Regions from separate parts of the Macaca mulatta genome. Here region 1 is linked to region 2. A link is a contact called in public Hi-C data. All regions are on one chromosome and are shown on one strand. The core of a region is the stretch at or near the end of the contact, and the rest is flanking DNA. Distances in the headings are between cores, read along the strand shown. Region 1 holds the start of RGS8 (regulator of G protein signaling 8). Region 2 holds the start of RGS16 (regulator of G protein signaling 16).

Region 1 (3,791 bases), core at 912-3,411, 70 kb after region 2:
GTGTTCCCCGGCTGCAGGGACATTTCCTTAATCTTTCTCCTAACCAGGCTTACACCTAGACCCCAGGAGTCATGAAGTCAAAGCTTTTGCAGCTGTGACGGTCCCTAGAAGTCATGTTTGGGGCACCTAGGCCTCTTGCTGTGGGATATGGCCTCAGGGGAAGGGGAAATCCATGCAGGGACCTTTATTATCCTAGAGCCAAGTGGAACCAGAGACGACTACCCACCTACATTGCAGGCAAGGTCATTTGGGGCAGGGGTTCACCCAGCCTTCTGTCCCCACCTTGTCTCTCTTCCCATCCCACTGCCAGCCCACACTAGCTTGCCCATGCTGTTCAGATGCCTGTCTCTCTCCTTCAAATCCTTCAAATCCAGCACAGCCCGAATTGCTGCTCAGACCCTCCACTACCCATTTGATGCGCTCAGCCACAGATGCCAGTAAATAAGAATCAGCAGGACACTCTGACCCAGCTGCCTTGCCCATCCCAGCACCTCAGGGCTTTTATCCCATTTGGCCCTGGACTTCTGAGAGTTAGAAGTTACCCAAAGCCCAGGAAGTTCAATGGTGTGATTGCCCGCACAGTGCATGTGCCCTCATAGATGGGCATCAAGTCACAGGTGCGTCTGGGGCAGACAGGACGAGACATAATGGGAAGAGGGGATACTCAAGAAAAAACAAAGGTTAAAAGCAAAGAGCAAAGATTTATAAAGAGGGGGAGAGAAACTAGAGCCTCTGCGGGAAGAAAGCAATCAATATGCATGAAGAGGCAAGTTAATTAAATATGGATAATGCAATCGGTGCACACAGACATCCCGGAGAAGAAAGAGAAAAGCAAAGGCAATACTCACTGTCTTTGGCCAGTCCTCATGGCCTGAGGGTCTTTGCCAACTGGGTGGTCAGAGAGGCTGCGGGTTAAGGCGCTCTGGGGAAAAAGTAGATCTTTCTTTTAGCAGTCAAATCCTCGGCGAGTGAAGGGCATGTGTGCATGAACACATAGGCGCGCACACACACATATACACACACAGGCATGCACAACACACCTCCCACCACTTGAGCCAGGCAGCAAGCGGCCCCGCTGAAAGCTCTTCTCTCTGCTTGTCACATCCAGTAAATACTGAAGCAGCCTACACCCAGCGGGCGGTGGCTCAGCTCCCGGGCACGGTCTGCACGCCCATCCTCATTGGCAGGATGCAGAAGGTGCCCCTGAGCCGAGCTCAGCCTCACTAACCTGAAGCTCCTCTGGTTGCAGCTCAGGGAGAAGTCCCCACAGCCCACAGCTGCCTCCCTCTGCACCCAGAGGCTGTGCGGGGGGCAGCAAAGAATAGGTATTAACTCTTTCCAGTCACCAGTGAGCTGAAAATCAAGTGTCCAGGGGGCCCTCTTCTAATGAGCCCTGCTGCTGGCTGAAGGTTGGCTGCTGCACTGGCAGTGGAGAGCGTAAAGATCTTGCCCCAGACAGCTGCTGACAGCAGGAGCCACTCCAAATCAAATCTCCTAATGAGTCAGGAGGAGGGGGGCTGTCTTGCTGGGTGTGATGTGATGTGATAAATGCAGAGAGCAAGAAAGCTACAGGGCAGGTCACACATCTAAATTCCACCCCCTTTCTCCAAATTTCTATTGTGCTGCACTACCAAGCCAAACCACACAGCCCTGAAATCGCCCTCTCTGCCACATCTCAGCTGTGCCCCTTACTCTACAGAGGCATTTCTCCCCCAGCTCATCTCCACTCCCACCCTAACCAGCACCAACCACACCACTCCCCACTTCTTAATGAGAAATTTCCACCTCCTCTGCCTTCCCAAACATGCATATTTCCAACTCTATGCTCCTGCCTCTCACCTGGTTTTTCCTACAGTAGAAACTCACCTCTCTCCCTCATCCATCACCTAGCAACTTCCCCCTACTTGCATTTGTTATGGAGTGAGACTTTTTCCTTTGTTCTGCCCGATCTGCACATGATCCCTATTTTTCTGTCTTTTCCATTTTTTTTTTCTTCCAAACCTCCTTACCCACATGGGTCTTCACACTGCCTTCTTCAGTTCCAGAAGGAGGACTCTCTTCCTGCTTGCCCTAGTGTAGTGGGTCTCCAAGCATGGTCCCTGGACCAGCAGCGTCAGCATCACCTGAGAAGTATCAGAAATGCAAATGTTCAGGCCCCACCCCTAGACCTACAGAATCAGAAACTCTGGGGACAGTAATCAGCCTTCCAGGTGACTCTGATGCATGCTAAAGTTTGCAAACCGCTGCCCTGGGAGAAAGCTTGTCTTCTCATTATGCTCTAGGTCCCTAAGGCTGAGTCTATACTCCCTTTCAGGAACTAGCTCTAAAGACACATAGCCTTAGCTGCAAACCATTTCTGAAACCCAGAAGGCAGCAGAAATCTCAACAGAAAGTGATGGCTTTATAATAATGGAAATGAATTCCATTTTTTCATCCTTTTTAAATGTATAAAGCATTTTCATGTATTGTCACTCAACAATCCTATGCCATCGTCACAGAGGGTAGTATTATTATTCCCATGTTACAGATGAAAAAACCGAGGCCAGAAAAGGTGATGTACCTTTATCAAAGTGACGCAACGTGCCAGAGGAGGCACAAGAACCAGAAATTAAGCTTTATGACTCTAACAGCAGAGCTCTTTCTACTATATCATACCAGGACCCAGTCTTTCTGGGCAGATCTATTGGTGCATAACCTGAATTCTCTCAGTGAAATGATTCTGCCGCAACTACTCACTGCCTGATGATAAGATGAAATAAACATTCTGATGCTGCCTCCACAGTGACTCATTGTCTCTTTCTGATATCGTCCACAGTGCCCCTCTATTAAAGAAAGGGAACTTTGTGTTATAAAATGAGAGGCAAAAGAAAAGTTTCTCATTTCTTATTACCCCTTTCTTGAACCCTGTTGCTAATTGGGGTTTAGAACTTCAGCAGAAAGAGAACCCTTCATTTCTGGACATTTTCTTGGTACACTGCACCATAAGAAACTGGTACACAGATAAACTGATGAATAAAAGCCCATTGATAAGCACTCCCCTAATTCAAGATATGTTTCTAGAATAAGGTGAATCCACATAGCTAATGTTTAATGAGCAGTTAGTATGTGCCAGACACTATGCCAAACATTGCTTTGAGTTATCGATTTAATTTTCAGAACAAATTTACAAAGCCAACACCTTTATCACCCCTCTTTTACAGATGGAGAAACAGAGACATGTCATTTAAAAGTGGCAGAGCTAGTATCTAGCACCAAACCTGATGCTTCCAGCCTCTGCTCTGCTCCTCACTTTAACACAAACGTAGTGCCATCATAGGACACTTCCTACCAGCACTAAAACAGTAGAACAAAGGTCTCCTCCAAATCTCTTACTGCCCAGGCCACTATCCAGGGGGTAAAGGCCCCGAGGAAAGAGAGCAGGGCTGCAAATGGGCCTGAGTCACAAGTGGAAACTAATCAATATTAACCAGGCATCAGAATCTTCAATTAGCCTTTGGAGAAATAATATAGTCATAGGAAGTCAATAAGTCCAATGTTTAAAAAGAGCTATAGTAAACAAGAAAAATGTAAAAGAAGTAACAGGAATATAAAGAGCAGAAGGAAAAAAAGTGTGTGGACATGAATAATACAAGGAAACAGAACATTAAAACTAGTCCAAACTTTCTTTTTTTTTCTAACCAAAACACTCCTAAATGCCAAGGAGTAATCACAGAGGACCACAGTTTGAGAAGCACAGACCTAGCGCAGGCCCCTCTCCCAAGAGGACACCAGCATAATCTTCCAAAGAGGCC
Region 2 (3,880 bases), core at 1,154-3,653:
GTGAGGATTCACTGGGCATATGGGGGCTCTAACCTCTTTAGGGGCCTCGCTGCAGATGAACTCCTCAAAGATCCGGTGTGCCCTGGAGGCCCGCTTGGTAGCTGATTGGATCTTCTTGAACTCCTCACAGGCCAGCCAGAACTCCAGGTTCTCCTCACTGAACTCCGTCTTGAGGAAAGCGTGGAAAGCAGCCACTCCATCTGGGGTTACAGGAAAGAGGCGGAAACAGGTCAGCCAGAGGGACAGCAGGGAATACAAGAAGAAAGGAAAGCAATTGCACGTAATGGCTCTATTTTTAGAACATAATTTTCTTGAACAAGGACCTGCCTTTGTGTGTTGAATAGAGGCTGGCACACTAGGGGATCATTATTATTATTATTACTACTACTATTATTCTGCCCAGGCTCTCAGCAGTCCTGGAGCTGGTTCCAAAGCACATGAGTATACACGTGCCACCCAGAGACAGACACAAAAGGCTCCTACTCACTTTTACTGCTCAGCAGCAGGTCGAACGACTCTCTCCACCCCAGCACATCTTCTGAGAAGTTTCTACTAAAAGACAAAAAGAAAAAAAAAGAGTAAGAAAAAAAAATCAACAAACCAAAGCATAGTACAAATTCTAGCCAGAACTCTGATGGAAAATTGCGTAAAATTCACAGAAAGGCTTGCCTTGGTGATTGTTGAAGCTGACACCTCAAACTCCTAGTTGGACTTAGGGTAAGCAGTAATGTTTTCTAGAGGACAATTCGGCAACCAGAAATCAAAGCCAGGGACTCCTTTAGTCTTCAGTTAATATCTCTAAGCCTGTCTCTTCTCTGTCCAAAAATTATTTCAATTCCCCTGACTCTCAAAGATTTGTTTTGTACACCTTCCCAAGGACATAAGGGCCTCATAAATAGAGATTACATCTACACATAACTCCAGAGTTTGGTACAGTTGATAGCCAATATGAAAGGGTTTCTAGGCAAGGTGCATGCTAGAGTCATTAATAAAAACCTCAAGTGGCCTTGGACTCTGTCCTAGCCCTGGATGCATGTGCAATGAAACCCCAGGTGGGAGAGTCTGGTTAACTAGGCATTCATGCCCTGTGTGCCCTCATCCGTGGATAGACTTGGAGCCCTGGAGCCACCTACCCACTCACCCATGAGCCAAGTAGTCATAACAGACCAGCAACAAGTCTCACTAAAATCTCTAGGGAGGCGTTGCCAAGATCCACTTAGTGTGTCCTGGCTTCTCCTTATATTTCCCTCCTTCCCGCTCCCTTCCCTCTCGGAGCCCTGAGCTGGTCAGCAACACTTACTTCTCTTTGCCGTGTTTACTGCCCCACTCGAACTTGCCACTACTCCCAGTATCACAGCCCAGCTCTGATTTGTGAAGAAAGATCCCCAGACGTGTCTTGAACTCTTTGGCTCTGAAAAACAAATCAGGAACATGAAAGGATTCTCATTTGCTCAGCCAGTGTGGAGAGGTTTATGTGTCCCAGAAGAGCTCTGGGTGGTGCCACCCAAAGTTTAGCCTCAAGAGTTCCTGGAAACTCTTGGCTGTTCCCAGGACCCAAATTGTGCTTATCAGTATCATCAACCCCAAAGCAACAAAAGCAATGTTTGAGCTATGCCGTGGTAGACCTTACACTTTCTGGGTAATACACACGCTCATATATGGGCTTTTCCCTAAAGTCACACTGATCTCTCTTCGTGCCTGTTGATTCAGAAAAGAACTCAGCATTCTTTTCAGGAGTATTTCTGAACTGTGGGAAACTGATTCCTGCCTTCATCTTTACGTTTTCCTTCCCAGCCAGTAACGACTGGAAGCTGTTGAGTTGCTCTCTGGAATATGGACACACCCTCAACAGTGGGATCCCCCTGCCCCACCACACCCCACAAAAAAAAAAAAAAAAAAAAAAAAATCTCCCTGCCTTCCAGGGGCAGAGGAGGCAATGCCCCTAGCTCTGGTCTGAGGAATGAAAAACAAGTGCTTAAGCAATAGGCAGGCTCAGTTCTGCCTGGAAATGTCAACGTGGCCTTCCTGCAGCCAGGTCTTCAGCAGGTCACCTGAGCACGACTGCAGTTTGTCAGAGGATGGGGATGGCAGCAAGCAGCGGGCCCTTGCTTCCCTTCCCCTTGCTTTCTCCCTGCTCCTGGAATCTAAGCACGTGGCATCAGGTTCGCCTCTACCTCTCTACTTAAGCCTCCAGCGCCCCATCCCCGCGCCCACCCAGGTCCCCAGGCCTGCCGCTCCACTCCCTAAGAGTTGGTGGGACTTCCCGCAAGCAGTTGGACAAGCTCCCCTTACCTCTCCAGGCAGGTGGTGGGGAAGGCGGCCAGGGTACGGCACATGGCTGCGGGCGCGGGGCAGCACGTAGCCGGCAGGATGGTGGCAGGCTCCAGGAGGCTCCGCGAGCGCTAGGAAGCAAAGCGCGGTAGCAGGTGCTAATCAACTGGGGTTGGCTTTAGCAGCCTGCAAGCACCCAGACTTCGCGGCCGCTGCTTTAATCCCCTCGGAGGAACGGGGCTGGGCACTGCTGACCAATCGGAGGGCGGGGCTGGACACTGAGAAGGCGGAGGCGGGGCCCACAGCCAGACTGGGCCGGGCGCAACTTTCGCCGCAGCTGGAGCACGCGGAGCTGCACCCTCCCTCCGGAGGACGCCGCGTGTGGAAGGAGAAGCGGCAAGAGAATTGGCACGGGGATGAGACGTGCACACCCAGTTTCCTAGGGAAAAATACCTGCTGACCTCTAGTAACAACAGAAAACTCACGCAGCGGTGTCGTGTTGCAAGAGATTCCACGGGGCTGGTGGGTCTGAGAGGCACACAGGGCTTTGATCGCAGGTAAGTCTGAGCCTGCTGGGTCCTGAAGGACAGGCGCACAGGGTGCAAACCTGGCAAAACAGTTTCTTTTTTTTTTTTTTTTTTTTTTTTTTGAGACGGAGTCTCGCTCTGTCGCCCAGGCTGGAGTGCAGTGGCCGGATCTCAGCTCACTGTAAGCTCCGCCTCCCGGGTTCACGCCATTCTCCTGCCTCAGTCTCCCGAGTAGCTGGGACTACAGGCGCCCGCCACCTCGCCCGGCTAGTTTTTTATATTTTTTAGTAGAGATGGGGTTTCACCGTGTTAGCCAGGATGGTCTCGATCTCCTGACCTCGTGATCCGCCCGTCTCGGCCTCCCAAAGTGCTGGGATTACAGGCTTGAGCCACCGCGCCCGGCCAACAGTTTCTAATTATACTGATAAGTACCCTTTACGAGGCTCCTACCCCGATGGACATGGGGCTAAGTAAGATCTTCTTCTTCATCATCATCTCCATTTTATAGTTGAAGAAACCGAGAATCAGAAAGCTAAATAAACTTGCTCAAGATCACAGTTGGAGATGACAGACAAATGGGATAGGGATGAGTATTTTATTGAACACCTACTATGTGCCAGTCACATAACTAAGACTCATATTAAATAACTTGCTCAAAGATGTGCAGCTAGTAGGTGTTGGCTCCAAAATTCAAATGTGAATTTACCATTCTTTTTCCATTGCACCCTCCCCGCTCCCCCCTCTCCCCCGCTCCCCCCTCTCCCCCGCTCCCCCCTCTCCCCTGCCCCACACACACCCGCAAAGGTTAGTAATCCAGTCACAGCTATACCTGTGGACGATCCTGGGTTTAGGTAGTTGCTACCTTAGTGTCTATCTCTGAGATAAAGGTAATAAATACCCTGCCTCTCTCCTCACCTTCCCACAAAGGTATTGGGAGTGCTATTAAGAGGCTGCATGTGAGGTTAAGAGTACAGGGTCTAGAGTTAGATTTTCAGGTTTCAAGTCATGGCTCTGCCAGGTGACCTGCTGAAGACCCAGCTGCAGGAAGGCCCCGTTAACTGTTAACTGGCTCTGCCAGTTAC

The links. A called contact is a pair of places that touch in the nucleus more often than the background predicts.
Region 1: a contact with region 2 is called in a Hi-C map of liver, with 3 times the contacts expected there. The contact joins the promoter of RGS8 here to the promoter of RGS16 in region 2. A contact is called at or near these places in 3 of 14 Hi-C or Micro-C datasets (CD4 T cells, fetal cortex germinal zone and liver).

What each region holds. Positions count from the first base shown.
Region 1 is chr1:40,136,950-40,140,740 of T2T-MMU8v2.0, forward strand. RGS8 (regulator of G protein signaling 8) reads right to left here and starts at 2,162. Exons shown (of 6, transcript XM_015122299.3): 1 at 2,010-2,162; 2 at 849-922. The coding sequence starts at 2,015.
Region 2 is chr1:40,066,826-40,070,705 of T2T-MMU8v2.0, forward strand. It overlaps RGS16 (regulator of G protein signaling 16), which reads right to left and starts at 2,404. Exons shown (of 5, transcript XM_001114540.5): 1 at 2,293-2,404; 2 at 1,301-1,411; 3 at 488-552; 4 at 34-200. The coding sequence starts at 2,336. LOC144340694 (a long non-coding RNA gene) reads left to right here and starts at 2,540. Exons shown (of 3, transcript XR_013416942.1): 1 at 2,540-2,828.